Linked DNA regions of Mus musculus: regions 1 and 3 are each linked to region 2. Evidence: chromatin contacts called from public Hi-C and HiChIP or PLAC-seq data. All regions are on one chromosome and are shown on one strand. Each heading gives the region's core, a stretch centred on a gene start, on an enhancer-like site or on the middle of the called end of the contact. The rest is flanking DNA. Distances are from core to core; before and after follow the strand shown.

What was found. A called contact is a pair of places that touch in the nucleus more often than the background predicts. HiChIP or PLAC-seq counts read pairs in DNA pulled down with a chosen protein or histone mark.
Region 1: an H3K4me3 HiChIP or PLAC-seq map of bone marrow-derived macrophages shows a contact between it and region 2, with 4 times the contacts expected there. The contact joins two enhancer-like sites. A contact is called at or near these places in 2 of 39 promoter capture datasets (cranial neural crest and frontonasal cranial neural crest), 1 of 484 Hi-C or Micro-C datasets (spermatogonial stem cells), 6 of 115 datasets of contacts at active chromatin or transcription factors (bone marrow-derived dendritic cells, bone marrow-derived macrophages, embryonic stem cells and 2 more) and 2 of 9 other capture datasets (adipose tissue and liver).
Region 3: a Hi-C map of regulatory T cells shows a contact between it and region 2, with 5 times the contacts expected there. The contact joins two enhancer-like sites. A contact is called at or near these places in 1 of 15 datasets of contacts at CTCF or cohesin (the NIH/3T3 cell line), 1 of 484 Hi-C or Micro-C datasets (regulatory T cells), 3 of 115 datasets of contacts at active chromatin or transcription factors (bone marrow-derived dendritic cells, embryonic hindbrain and microglia) and 1 of 9 other capture datasets (embryonic stem cells).

Annotation. Positions count from the first base shown.
Region 1 is chr3:79,540,721-79,545,348 of GRCm38.p6, reverse strand. All of the region lies in intron 1 of Fnip2 (folliculin interacting protein 2), which reads left to right. Among named protein-coding and RNA genes, the nearest start is that of Fnip2, 25 kb to the left of the region's middle. Within about 2 kb of position 2,553, at least 134 of the 459 cell types and tissues checked have an H3K27ac peak or open chromatin away from gene starts, as enhancers often do. A contact at or near this core is called in bone marrow-derived macrophages, where this site is marked.
Region 2 is chr3:79,251,177-79,255,899 of GRCm38.p6, reverse strand. 4921511C10Rik (RIKEN cDNA 4921511C10 gene) reads right to left here. Exons shown (of 3, transcript NR_045502.1): 3 at 1,987-2,426. It also overlaps a transcript of Rapgef2 not described here. Among named protein-coding and RNA genes, the nearest start is that of 6430573P05Rik, 33 kb to the left of the region's middle. Within about 2 kb of position 2,294, at least 101 of the 459 cell types and tissues checked have an H3K27ac peak or open chromatin away from gene starts, as enhancers often do. A contact at or near this core is called in bone marrow-derived macrophages and regulatory T cells, where this site is marked.
Region 3 is chr3:78,962,058-78,966,500 of GRCm38.p6, reverse strand. It overlaps the pseudogene Gm9762. Among named protein-coding and RNA genes, the nearest start is that of Gm23440, 16 kb to the left of the region's middle. Within about 2 kb of position 1,285, at least 40 of the 459 cell types and tissues checked have an H3K27ac peak or open chromatin away from gene starts, as enhancers often do. A contact at or near this core is called in regulatory T cells, where this site is marked.

The DNA.
Region 1 (4,628 bases), core at 1,304-3,803, 290 kb before region 2:
GGAGAAAGAAGCCAGGAGTGAATGAGGTGTGGTGGTTGTTGTTTTAAGCATTGCTTCAAGTTCCCTCTGAAATCTTATTTTTATTTTTTAGTGTTTTTCATTTTTGTTATTGTCACTTAAATTTTATTTTGTACGGTGTGTGTGTAAGTCAAAGGATAGCTTGTGGAAATTGGTTCTCTATTTCTGCCACATGGGTCCTGGGGATGGAACTCAGGGTGTCAGGTTCCCCCCCCCTTACCCCCCAACAGTTTGTATGTTGGCATACTTGTAATACAGAGATTACTTACTTAAAATCAACTGCTGTTGAAAATACTGGAAAATTTCTGTTTTCCCCCATAAGCTTACGCAGAGTAGTGCCCCCTTGCTCAGCAGTTCATTCCCCTACATTCGCTGCAGTTCATGCCATACACAGAAGCTTTGAACATAGGTAAAAGGTGGTGGTGTTGGGAGCCTGGACAGAGCATTGTCCTTTTCGATGAGAGCCAGAGAGGAGTTATACATTCTTCTTCTTCGTCTAGAAACGTCCTTCCCCGAGAGGAGGCAGAGTTAAGTGTGGGTATAGTACTTGCTAAGAATATTTTTTTTTTTTTTTTTTTTTTTTTTTTTTGGTTTTTCGAGACAGGGTTTCTCTGTATAGCCCTGGCTGTCCTGGAACTCACTCTGTAGACCAGGCTGGCCTCGAACTCAGAAATCCGCCTGCCTCTGCCTCCCAAGTGCTGGGATTAAAGGCGTGCGCCACCATGCCCGGCTTGCTAAGAATATTTACAACTGCCTTCTATATTTCAGGAACTGTGCTAGAGTCTAGCACGAGACTGTGAAGTGAGACATGGCGTACTTTCAGGGAGCTAGAGTTAACAAACCAACAGAAAACTCACACTCCTATTAAGTACTGACAGTGTGATCCTTGTCGGTTCACCTGTTCTCTGCAGTGTGTTTGTAACCCTCTGGGGTGATAGCCCATCCCTGTACACACAATGTTCACTGTATAGGTTTATCATCCATCTCACGGCTAAATTTTTCAGTTCCCTTGTCATGTGATTTTCGTTATTATGGCATGTAAGTCTGGTGAATAAGAAGATCCAGCAAATAGGGGTACCGATTCCTCTCAGTTCTGTTTGCGTAGGGGTTGGAGAGACAGGCAGCTTCCTCCCAAGTCACTGGTAACTTTGGACCCTGCGTTTCAGCCATCAACATCCGCTACTCACCAGGCATTGGACCTCCTTTTCATTTCTCTCTGGTCTTGGTGACGGAAGCTGGAAGTGGAAAGCGGCAAATCACTTGCCATCATTGTGGCTTGGAATCTGTGCCTCCCAGCTCAGTACAATGGCAACACACAGCTGGGGCTACTCCAAATGTGTCTAATCTGAGTGGAGATGACCTCTAAACCACTGAGGTATGGTGACATGCTGTAGTCCCTGGACTTCAGAGGCTGAAGTGGGAGGATTGTTGAGGCCAGTCTGGTTTAAAGACTAATCAGTCGATTTCAGATGTGGTCCATGTTCTCGAGAAATCTGTTACCTAGCTCCGGAATTCAGAAAGGACATCATGACATCGCCGTGGGGTGAGATGGGAAGAGAGTGATGCTTAACAGTGGCAGCTGGAGCACTAATGCTGGTGGAGGAGGTGACATCCAAGGCTTGCTGTCAGTGGACACCACCTCACACCTGCCTTTATGACAGTCCTGCACAGTCCAAATGTCCTTGCAAAAGTAAGACCCTGGACAAGAGAAGACTGAGACTGACTTCTAAGGTACACATGCCACATGCTGTGGAGGAAGAGTTGAGGCCCAGTTATAGCTAGGCAGTTCTGAGCTCTAAGAAGCAGATCTTTCCAAGTCCATTCTGTCTTCCTGAGGAGGATGTTGGAGCATTTTTTTCAGGACAGGGCCATTGTGGGAAATTCTAACCAAGTGAACGATCTTGGTTTCTTCCTAGTGAGGTTACAAGGTCTGGCTTGGAAAGTTACTTGGAAGATGTTTTAGACAGAAGATTTGGTGTAGTTACAGGTGTTAAAATTGTGGTCTAAGGGGCCTTTGTCAGTGGAAGAGACGATTTGGAAGCTAATTATTTCATAGTTATAATTCTCTACCTTGTATTAATTTATTCTGCAGTTTACTGTTCTCTGTGGACTTTGCAGAATCTATTTTAGATTGTGCAATTTCTTGGAGATTCCAGAGAACCGGCTGCATTTTGTGAGGTTGGAATTGAAGTGAGGAGGTGACTGATTTTAGTAAGATCATCTGCCAGGTGTTGTCGCCTTCGTGTTGTGTGAATCTCAGGCCGTCCTCTCTGAGCTGTCAGCACACAAACGGTGTGTACTCTGGGCCTTGTGCAGACAGACAGACAGCACATCCCATTAGTCTGCAGCCCCAGAAGTTTTCAGAGGGTTTCTCAGCTGCTCACATGCAGTATTTCAAAGCCCTTAGAGCTGGATAGAGTCAGAGCTGAGCAGACTAAGACTAGGGATGTTTGAGTAGTCTCCTGAGTCGCGTGGACAGTGAGTAACTGGGGCCAGAACGAGGTGTGCCTGTCTTCTTGCCCAGCCTTCTGTCCCCGGTGTGACCAGCAGGGCCCCATGAGCTGGCCCCTCCCCTCTGCATGCTCAGATGCCTCCTGGGTTCCCGGTACTCAGGCACCATGAGGCACTTACTCAGATGTGTCTGCTGAGTCACAGTTCAACATCCTTTTCCTTGCTTTCCCTTCTCATAAATTGATTTCTACATATTCGTAAGCAGCAGATGTAGCTTTTTTTTTCTACTAGAACCTAAAGAATGTTGAGTCTTTCTTAATTAGTCATGCATTTGTTACATAGGAAGCTTTTAATTTAAATTTAATTTAATTTAGTTTTTTGTTTTTTTCGAGACAGGGTCTCTCTGTGGAGCCCTTGCTGTCCTGGAACTCACTCTGTAGACCAGGCTAGCCTCAAACTCAGAAGTCCGCCTGCCTCTGCCTCCCGAGTGCTGGGATTAAAGGTGTGCGCCACCACTGCCTGGCTTAGTTTTAATTTTGTTTTGATATAAATCATGGTTGTTACCCATCAATCTAAAATAGAAAGAAGACAAGAGAGAGTCATCTTTTAACAGATACTTATTTTATTAATGTGTGTGTGTGTGTTTAAATTTAGTTACTTGTTCAGTTGGTTTTGAGACAGGGTCTTATGTAACCTACCTGGTCTACATAGTGTCTTAGTCAGGGTTTCTATTCCTGCACAAACATCATGACCAAGAAGCAAGTTGGGGAGGAAAGGGTTTATTCAGCTTACACTTCCATACTGCTGTTCATCACCAAGGAAGTCAGGACTGGTACTCAAGCAGGTCAGGAAGCAGGAGCTGATGCAGAGGCCATGGAGGGATGTTCTTTACTGGCTTGCTTCCCCTGGCTTGCTCAGCCTGCTCTCTTATAGAACCAAGACTACCAGCCCAGAGATGGCACTGCCCACAAGGGGCCTTTCCCTATTGATCACTAATTGAGAAAATGCCTTACAGTTGGATCTCATGGAGGCATTTCCTCAACTGAAGCTCCTTTCTCTGTGATAACCCCAGTTGTGTCAAGTTGACACAAAACTAGCCAGTATGATTGACCCCTTGTCAATTTGACACACAAACACATCACTAGTAAGCCTCAACCCTTACATTCTTATTCATCCCCAAGATCTAAACAACTGTAAAAGCCCCACAGTCTTTACATATTCTTAAAATCCAAAGTCTTTTTAAAATTAAAAGTCTCTTAACTGTGGGCTCCACTAAAATATTTTCTTCCTTCAAGAGGGAAAATATCAGGGCACAGTCATAATCAAAAGCAAAAATCAATCTCCAACCGTCCGATGTCTGGGATCCAACTCACGATCTTCTGGGCTCCTCCAAGGGCTTGGGTCACTTCTCCAGCCATGCCCTTTGTAGCACGCACATTGTTTTCTAGGCTTCAGCTGCCTGTACTGCACTGCTGCTGCTGTTATTGGTGATCATCTCATGATACTGGCATCTCCAAAATGCTACTGTCTTCCACTGTAACTTGGCTTCAACAATAGCCTCTCATAGGCTCTCTTCATGGTGCCAAGCCTCAACTCCTTTGCATGACCCCTTCAGTCCTGGGCCATCAATTGCAACTGAGGCTGCACCTTCACCAATGGCCTTCCCTGACCTCTCACGGTGCCGAGCCTCAGCTGCTTTGCGTGACCCCTTCATGCCTTCAAAACCAGTACCACCTGGGTAACTCTTACACATTACTAAGTCCAGCCACAGCCCAAGGTACAACCTTGGCCTCTGTGCTCTCCTAAAACACTTCTCAGAAGATGTCACCTCAGTGATGCTGGTCTCTTCTTAATCACGGCTAATTTCTTAGCTCCAGCTAACCAGCATCAATAGTCCCAGTAATGCAAAGGCTTCACTCTAGTGGTTCTGGTATCTTGTTAATCACAGCTGATTCTTCAGCCTCAGCTAACCAGAACCACAGAATCTTCACAATCAAAACAGCAATGGCCCTGAAAAGCGTCTTTAATCTTCCCTTGAAATTTCACAAGCCAGGCCTCCATCTTCTGCACTGTTCTCAGCATTATCTTCCAAGCTCCTATACAACATCCCACAGAGCCCTTTTAACACCAAATGGATCCTCTAGCCCAAAGTTCCAAAG
Region 2 (4,723 bases), core at 1,045-3,544:
TGCTTGGCTTATCATTACAAAAATGCCATAAATTGGTTGGCTTAGACAACAGAAATTATTTTCTTCTAGGCTTTTTGGATACTGGACCCTCATGCAGGAATCTGGCCAGTCCATGTTGTGGAGAGGGCCTTTGGCCTGGTGTGTGGACTGCTTCGTTCTGTGTGGGCACATGCTCTTTCCTTTGCTTGCAGGTGCATGGAGGGAGAAAGTATGGGAACAGATTTTCCTGTGTCTTTCAAAAAGAACAATGACCCCACTGGACGGCTGTCATGACCTCAGATTCCTCCTCAGGTTCTTACCTGAGAATGTCACTTCACATATGGTTGTCCAGTCCGGGCTTTAAAGAAATGGGAATTATAAATACCATGGTAGCAGTTTTAACTGTTGGGGTTCTTTAGCATTCCCTGTGTGTGAAAGTGAACAAGTGGCAAATTTTGGGGGGGGGTTCATATTTTAGGTGTTCTTCTAGGAAACGGAAGTGAGTTAGTGAAAATGCATTTATGACCTGGGCAGGCCCTCTGAATTTCCGAAATGCTCACGAAATTGTTCATTTGTTATTAGCATTCAGCCAGTGTGCTGGAGTCTCAGGTTCTGAAGTAGGGTAGATGTACGCGCATACAGATTCAACTGTTATTAGTTTGCATAGCATTTTCATGTTGTAATTGGCCTTCACACACACTGAATTACTAATTAGTATAATCCCGATAACTATAGTTTAATTTTATCACAGAATGTGGCTTGTTATATTAACTATAAGTTTTCTCCGAGGACATACTTTTTTCCAACTCTTGTTGGAAGTAGATTTTTTTTATTCCTCACATAGTACATCCTGGTTATGGTTTCTCCTCCCTTTACTCCTGGAGAGATGCTTGACCAGAAGACGTTTATTCTTAGCGGTTTATCACTTTCAACTCAGTCAATACCCTGCTGGAATGAGAACCCAATCTCATCTAGGATGGGTAGAGGTGGGCTCACCCTCTACACACAAGCAAAGATGTAAATTGGACACACATATGTTAAAACACAAGAAACCAGCCATACACAGTATTTCCTCTTTTTTTTTTTTTTTTTTTTTTTTACTTTTGAGACCAGAATTTCCGTGGCTTATCCCGGCCTGGTGTGTTGCTGAGGATAACCTTGAACCTCCGATCTTGCTGCCACCTCCCAAGTTCTGGGATCACAGCCTCTGCCGTTGTAAGCGGTTTGAAGTGTTCCACTCTTCATAGAGAGTAGCAAGGGGGACTTCATAGTTGAGTGTCCCAAGCTAAAGTTGTGTGTGCTGTATGTCTAGTTTGGCCATAGTTTTGCCCTGCCACATTGAATACGGTTTTATCTCTCAGCATTTGAAAGGCAGGCAGGTGTGTGGAGGAGGGAGCAAAGGCGGCACGCCTGGTCAGACTCCTGGTGTCTTAGGGTTTTACTGCTGTGAACACACACCATGACCAAGGCAACTCTCATAAGGACAATATTTAGTTAGGGCTGGCTTACAGGTTCAGAGGTTCACTCCATTGTCATCAAGGTGGGAGCATGGCAGCATCCAGGCAGGCATGGCACAGGCAGAGCTGAAAGTTCTACAGCGTCATCTGAAGGCTGCTAGTGGAAGACTGGCTTCCAGGGAGGTAGAATGAAGTTCTTAAAGCCCACACCCACAGTGACACACCTACTCTAACAAGGCCACACCTTCTTCAACAGGGCCATACCTTCTAATAGTGCCACTCCCCGGGCAGAGCATTTACAAACCATCACACCCGGTGTAATCTCTGAGTAATGGGGCTTCTGCTTTGTCCATAAGCATTGTGAGTCAGCTGACAGTGTTAGGAAATGGACCTCTGTGAAGGAGCAGAATTTCTATATCCATGTGGTACCCCATGGGCATATCAAGTTGTCTGAGACCACTGAATTACAGATAGCAGGGTGAGTGTACGGGCCATGCGGTCCTACATTACAGTTGGTCCTTATGCATTGAAAGGATACACCTACCCGTTTAATTGTCACAAAGTTTTATTTCCAAAATATAAACAAAATAAATAGGGCAGGATATTGAAAAGGTTTCATGAAAGAGTCTGAAGCTGCTTGATACATCTGGTCAGGCGGCAGCTTTAAGTCTCAATGACAGAGTTCTAGGACGTACACATTTGTACACCTGAGGCCCCCTAACCCCTGCCACATGCTAAGTGCTTGTGAAACATACCTGTGTGCTAGGAACCGAGATCATTGCATGGTACAGGGAGGCTGAAGCACAGGACCAACCGTGCTTGCAGGGTTCCTGCTGTAGTGTGGGCGTGCAGTGTGCTGATGCAGAAGAATGAACACCTCAGAGTGCAGCTGAACGGCACAGAGAAACGGTGAAGTGAGCTGTTGCCCCGTCTCTGGGCTTTGTTCAGTCTTATTTCAGATAACTCTGCAACAGTTTGGCGAAGTGCATTCTATAGAGTAGAAAACACATGTTTAAAGGTAGAAGACAAGAGAAGATTCTAGAGAATTTTGAGCATCATTTCCTACACCATTAGCACTCTGTGCCATAGACCCAACCCGGGACACTTCCCCTAGTTAAGACCTCCCCCTCTGAACTGCATTGGTGGGACACTTCCACTTTTAATCCTTAAATCGCAAGGACATTGAGCTCAGTAGTGTTCTGTCCCTTTCTGTTAGTGTATGAGACGTAGGAGGTTAGGTGTCATCAAGTGGGCAGTGAACAAAGCCTAAGGTTTCTGCCAGCTGTAAACAACTCGGCATCCTGTTGTTTGAACAGAAATATCTCAGTGAATGTGTGTGTGTGCTAAAAGTAGATTCCCTCAGGTTTTTGTTTTTTTGTCAGAATAGGGGTGGAGTCATTGAACAGGAAGAAAAGGGATCCGGTAAACAGGAATTGCTGCTGAGAGATGGGTTGAGGGGAAGATGGGATCCTTGTGAGAATGAAGAGGGCCCTCCCCCACCCCCCTTCAGTCACTGCTGTGGGAAGAGACCTGAAGTTTGCTAGCACTGCATGGTGCAGCTCACAAGATTCGGAAGTTACTTCAGTTGATCCCCACAGATTAGGCAGTTGTGTTTAATTGTAATAGTCTCAGTGCTTACGCTGTGAGGCTCATTTTCTTAGTTTGCTTTTGTTTTTGTGTTTTTGAGACAGGGTTTCTCTGTGTCGTCTTAGCTGTGCTGGAACTCACTCTGTAGATCAGGCTGGATCCACCTGCCAGTGCCTCCCAAGTGCTGGGATCAGAGCCAGTTTTGTTGCTTGTTCTTTCTCTCTCTCTTTTCTTTTATTTTCAGTTTCTTTTATTACATTGTGTGTGTGTGTGTGTGTGTGTGTGTGTGTGTGTTTGTGTGTGTGTGTATGCATGGGCCTCATGTAGAGGTCAAAAGAGAACTTGCAGGAGTTGTCATGTGGGTCCTGGGGATTGAACTCAGGATGTCAGGCTTGGTGGTAAGTGTCTTTACTGGCTGAGTCCGTCAACATTGTCTTGTTAGGTAGCCAAGGTTGGTCTCACTCCTAATCTTCCCATCTGAGATCCACAGGTATGTGCCACCATGACTGGTTTTGTTTTTGTTTTTAATAAAAATATTTTTATTTTAGTATTGCTAGTAAAGTCTCAGTAGTAAGATAGCCATCTTTTTTAGTGTTTACATACATATGTTCAAGAAGGTTGAGAAAGTGGCAGGTGAGATACTTAAAAAACAATTTTATCTTCCCAAAAAAAGGAAGAAAAAAAAAGCAAGAAAAAGAAAGAAAGAAAAAGAAAAATCAAAACCTGAGACATCTTTCACTCTGGAGCAGCAGTTTTTGGAAGTTGGATATTAATCCCACTAATATTGTCATTTCTAAAATAACTTTGTGATGTGTCTCTTGAAATCACCAGATGCTAGGTTGTGGTAACAGCTCCATGTGTCAAAAACACCAAGAGTTCAGGGTGTGCTGCAGTCTGGGGAAACAACTGGATAAATAGGGTGGTAGTGTAGAGGACTGTTGTAATTATGGGGAAGCTCCGTGAGATGCTGTCAGCATCAGGTCCAGTAGATGAGATAGGAAACAGTATAAGAAAATGCTTTACTAGCCGGGCAGTGGTGGCGCATGCCTTTAATCCCAACACTTGGAAGGCAGACGCAGGCGGATTTCTGAGTTTGAGGCCAGCCTGGTCTACAGAGTGAGTTCCAGGACAGCCAGGGCTACACAGAGAAACCCTGTCTCAAAAAAACCAAAAAAAAAAAAAAAAAAAAAAAAAGAGAGAGAGAGAGAGAGAGAGAGAGAGAGTGCTTTACTATGAAGGCTGGGAGGAGAGAGTCAGCTGATGACAACTACATACATTGTTTAAGGAAATCTGTAAGCACTGATGTTGAATCAGTGCATACGTAAGTGTTCTCTCCATACAGCAAAAGTGTGTAAGTATTCAAAACGATTTTAAAGCAGTATGAAGAATGACTCCCTTCTGTGTGTCCATTCTCTAGCACCCTTTCACATACTTGAGAAAGTCTCATGATGCTAGTCATTTGCTTAATTACCTATTTTAAACAAATGGGATCATTCTGCATATGTAGCTTTTACCCTTTCGTATTTCTGTGAGCTGACCTGTCAGCGGGTGTGCAGCCTTCCTCTGCATGCGTGTTGTTTTGGCAGTCCTTAAGGTGGATAGTTAAGTATTTTCACAGACTTTGAGTACACATACCGTGTGCATGCATGCATTTGTAGATTGCCTTAGTCCGTGTTCTGTTGCTTTGAAGAGGTACTATG
Region 3 (4,443 bases), core at 36-2,535, 290 kb after region 2:
AAAAGTACTTTTGTCCATCTGTTCTCTGTTGTGTGATCCCAATCCAGATGATCCTTTAGTGCCTGAGATTGCTCGGATCTACAAAACAGATAGAGAAAAGTACAACAGAATAGCTCGGGAATGGACTCAGAAGTATGCGATGTAATTAAAGAAATTATTGGATAACCTCTACAAATAAAGCTAGGGGAACTCTGAGAGAGAGAAAGTACTTTTGATTTCCATTTGACTGCTTTCTATGAGCCCACGCCTCATCTTCCCCTGTGCACATGTTTACCTGACACAGCAGTGCTGCGTGTTGTACATACTTGGAACAACAAACTAGAAATACTGTACTTCTGTACCAACATTGCCTCCTAGCAGAGAAGTGTGTGTGTGAGAAGCCAGTTCTCCGGGCATAACCTAGGTGTGAGACTAAAAGCTTTCCTTATTGACTTAACTTTGGATAATGGCAAGATGTGAGGGGTAGTAGGTACACAGTGTGTGCTTGGATGGGAGGAAAAGCTCCAGTGACCCATAGGAGATTGTCCTTAAGTGGAGTCCATCCAATCTCAAACAGTCATAAAAAGCAAGGTGAAGAACGTGAAGCTGTTTCTATATTCATTTCATCCTGAAGGACCTACAACTTAGGTGAAAGTTATGACCAAACAGATTAAACTACATGCTGTGCTTTAAGGTCTAAGGTTAACGGATCAACATTTAAATGGACTGGAGCTGTTAGTACATAAAGTGTGGTGGGCTTTGTTCCCAACACTTCACATCTCCCTGCCCTTTCAGCCTTCCTCCTTTTAGCCCCTTTCCATAATCTTTGGTTTGTATGTGGTTTCTCAGTTAATACATAGCTAATAGCTCTTATTTTTCTTATGTTTTTAACTGCTTTAGGCCTATTTCGATGTAAGGGTGGAGATGTATTTGATGGAAATCTGTGTGTATATTTAAGACCCTGTTGCTCCTCTGGAGCTTGTACGTTCACGAATGATTCATCTGTGTAATAAACTGATTACTACAGTCATTACAAAAAAAAAAAAAAAAAAAAAAAAAAAAAAGAAAGTTAAATGCCATCAGATCTTTCTGTTATCTCATGTCTGAAGCCTCTCCTGTGTCACAGGAGGAACAGGGTCAGGAGATGGGAACTGCGCGGTGCTGAGAGCTGTTGAGCATGGTGACACATGCGAGTAGGCCTGGCACGTGGGAGACTGAGGCAAGAGAGTAGGAGTTCCAGGTCAGTCTAGGCTACATGGTGAAATCTTGAATCAGAAGCAAGGCAGGGTGATGCAGTGCGGTGCGGTGCGGTGCGGTGCGGGGCAAACCCAGCAAAGCATGATGGGACAGGCCTTAGGGCATAGCTCTTTGATAGAGTATGCATGTGTGAGGCCTAACTTTCTGTCTCAGATACAGTAAAACGAGTGTCAGGACAAAATAAAACACAACCCCGTGATGTGAAGGGAATGTCACTGTGGGTTTCTCTTTCTACTCGCACGGTACCCGAGGGCATTGCTTTGTCACTATTTTATTCTTGGCACTTTCCAAGTATTAACCATCAAGTAGTGTTCCTTTTTCCTCAGTAAGTTTCGAATCGACATTGTAGCGTTTATTGTGTAGAAAAAGAATTTTATCTGTTGCTCGCTCATGTTCAAAATGCTGTTTCTTCATTGTCCTTACAGTTTTCTCGCATGTTTCCCTAGAAAGTTAAACTTAGCTTTGTTCTCCACAGTTGGGGTTTTTCTCAGCGGAAGCAGTTTACCCACAGAATGAAATCTAAGACAAAGTTCTTACTTGTTCTCTCACACACAGGCAATGTGTTTTTTTTTTTTTTTCTTCTGGTCAGCTGTTAAAATGCTTAGCCTCATAAGTAGTGGGAACTCTAATTCAGATCAATTTTATGAGACTTTTCTGGCTAGAGCAAAAGGATGTGGTCAGGAGAGGGAGAGAGGAAAGATCTGAACTCACCCTGGTTTCCTCCGGTTTGGGTTAAACTGAAAACCGACTTTTTTTTTTTTTTTTTTTTTTTTTTCTCACGATTCACTTCTTGGGTCCACAGAGGCTCTTCTCATGACATCTCTTGGGAATCTCAGCAGCGGTTCCCACGACCCAGGGTGGTGGCTGTCTTCTGCAGCGTGTCACTTTATGGTGAATATTTGGGTGTTCCTTGCTCTCATGTCTTCACTAGGGGCATGGTATACAATGCATCTATACCGCCTCTATCTCTGAGCCAGATACTCTCATTAGTATCTTAAATGGCATCCACTCCCCTTCCCTGGTGATAATATTTCAGCTTCTGCCCCCAGATGGTAGCTTGCTATCCATGTCTCTGTTGCTGTGATAAACACCATGTCCGAAAGCAACTTGGGAAGGAGTGGGCTTGTTTCACCAAACCATCGTCCAGAGAATGCAAGGCAGAGAGAGACTCAAGGGAAGAACCTGGAGGCAGGAACTGAAGCAGAGATGGGTGTACTGGCGTGATCATCTCCCTTTCTAATACAATTCACACCCACCTATCTAAGGACCACAGTGGCCTGGGCCCTCCTACATCAATTAGAAATCAAGAAAATGCCCAGAGACATTCCACAGGCCAATTAGATGGAGGAGAGCCCTCTGTTGTAATGCTCTCTTCCTTGGTGTGTCTAGGTTAGTATCACATTGATTAAAAAAATAAACAAGACATTATTTTCATTGTCTACAAAAATATCTTGAATATCTTTAAGATAATACTTAAGTCTTTTTCATGTTTGATGGCTCCAAAGAATCTAGCTTATCAAAGACTATAACTTACTGTATTAGTCATGGTTCTCTAGAGAAACAGTCCTGATGGTAGAATAAATGTATATATTAATTTGTTAGACATCTGTTAGGGCGGCTTACAGGCTAGACTCCAGTTAATCCAACTACCGCTCTCTACGAATGGAAAGTCGAAGAATTCAGTATTTGCTTAGTCCAAAAGGCTAGGTGTTTCAGTTAGTCTTCCATATATACCAGGATCTTGAAGAAATAGCTCTAATTCCAGTGATGGCATGGGCTTGACAGCTAGAACAAACAGGCCAAGAACAAAAGCTTCCTTCTTCCATGTCCTTTATATACACTGCCAGCAGAAGGTATGACCCAAATTAAGGGTGGCTCTCCCCACCTCACAGTTTTGGATTAAAGGGGTGTCTTCCTACCTCAAATAATTTAATTAAGAAAAATCCCTCACAGGTGTGCCCAGGCACTTGGTTTTCACATGTATTGTACATGTAGTCAGCTTGACAACCAAGAATGGCCATCACACTCCCCTAGCCAGGGTCCTGCTCATTAATGCAGTGATTATACTAATTTTTTATTGTTACAAACCATGCTTCCGTGCGTGTTAGCCTATTCTTGCTAGTGAATGTATCTCCAGATAAGTTATAAATAGACTTGATAGCTGACAGGGCTGTGATTTAAAATCTTGATATATATATATATTTAAAAATTAGCTGTCATAGGAATCACACTGACTTAACTGCCTCTTGTAATGTGTGAGGATGCCTGTTTTCCGTAATCTTGCTCACACAGCATAATCTCAAATTTTCCAGGCAGACAAGGCGCACATGGTTTCTCCCTCGGCCTCTAGGTTACATTCCTGAATAACGTAAAGCTTACTGTGGTCGCTGTAACAAATGGCCACACAGGAACTACTGTGGCTGTCAGTAGTTGTTGTTTTCTAGAGACAGGACTTTGCTATGAAGCTCAGGCCGTACTTGACTCAGTTTTACCTCAGAGTGACTCATTAATGCCACAGTTTTAATAATACACATATTAATACTTCCGTTTCTAGGGGTCACAGACCCGGGCACACGCCAGCTGTGGTGTTCTCAGCTTGGGGTGAACAGGTAGTGGGGTTGGGGTCGGAAGGGAGGAAGCTTCTCTTTTTGGGTTCTCTTTGTGAGGTTCAGCTATGAAGTGTCTGTTTCCTGGCTTATTTCAAGAGTTGGCAGAATCTACTTCTTTGCAGTTAGTGGTGTGACCAAAGTCACCATCTCCTTTCTGGATGTCTTAGCTTATAGAAGGTGCAACTGCTAGCTTGCAGGTGATTCGGCTGAACTCTTCCCAGGGACTCAGTAACAGGGACTTAGCAATAGTGTGTCATCATCTGTGCCACTGACAGGTGCAGGTGGCCTGGGCAGCATATAAGAGAACTGAGTGCTACCCCAGCGCTCTCTCTCTCTCTCTCTCTCTCTCTCTCTACCTTCCCCCCCAACCCCCTGCATCGTGGCTCTGTCTGCTTCTAACCCCTTTCCAGGCCCTCGTTTTCCTCCCTTCCCCAAATAGACCTCCTTATATCAGGTCTGCCTCATGCTGTGACTTTTCCGGGGGACAACTTGGCACGGGTCTCCGAGGTACCCCCTTACCCCTGCCTGTCGCCTGCCTTATATTTCATAACAGTAACCGTTTACTGACATGTGTATCATGTACCACACAGCATGCAGT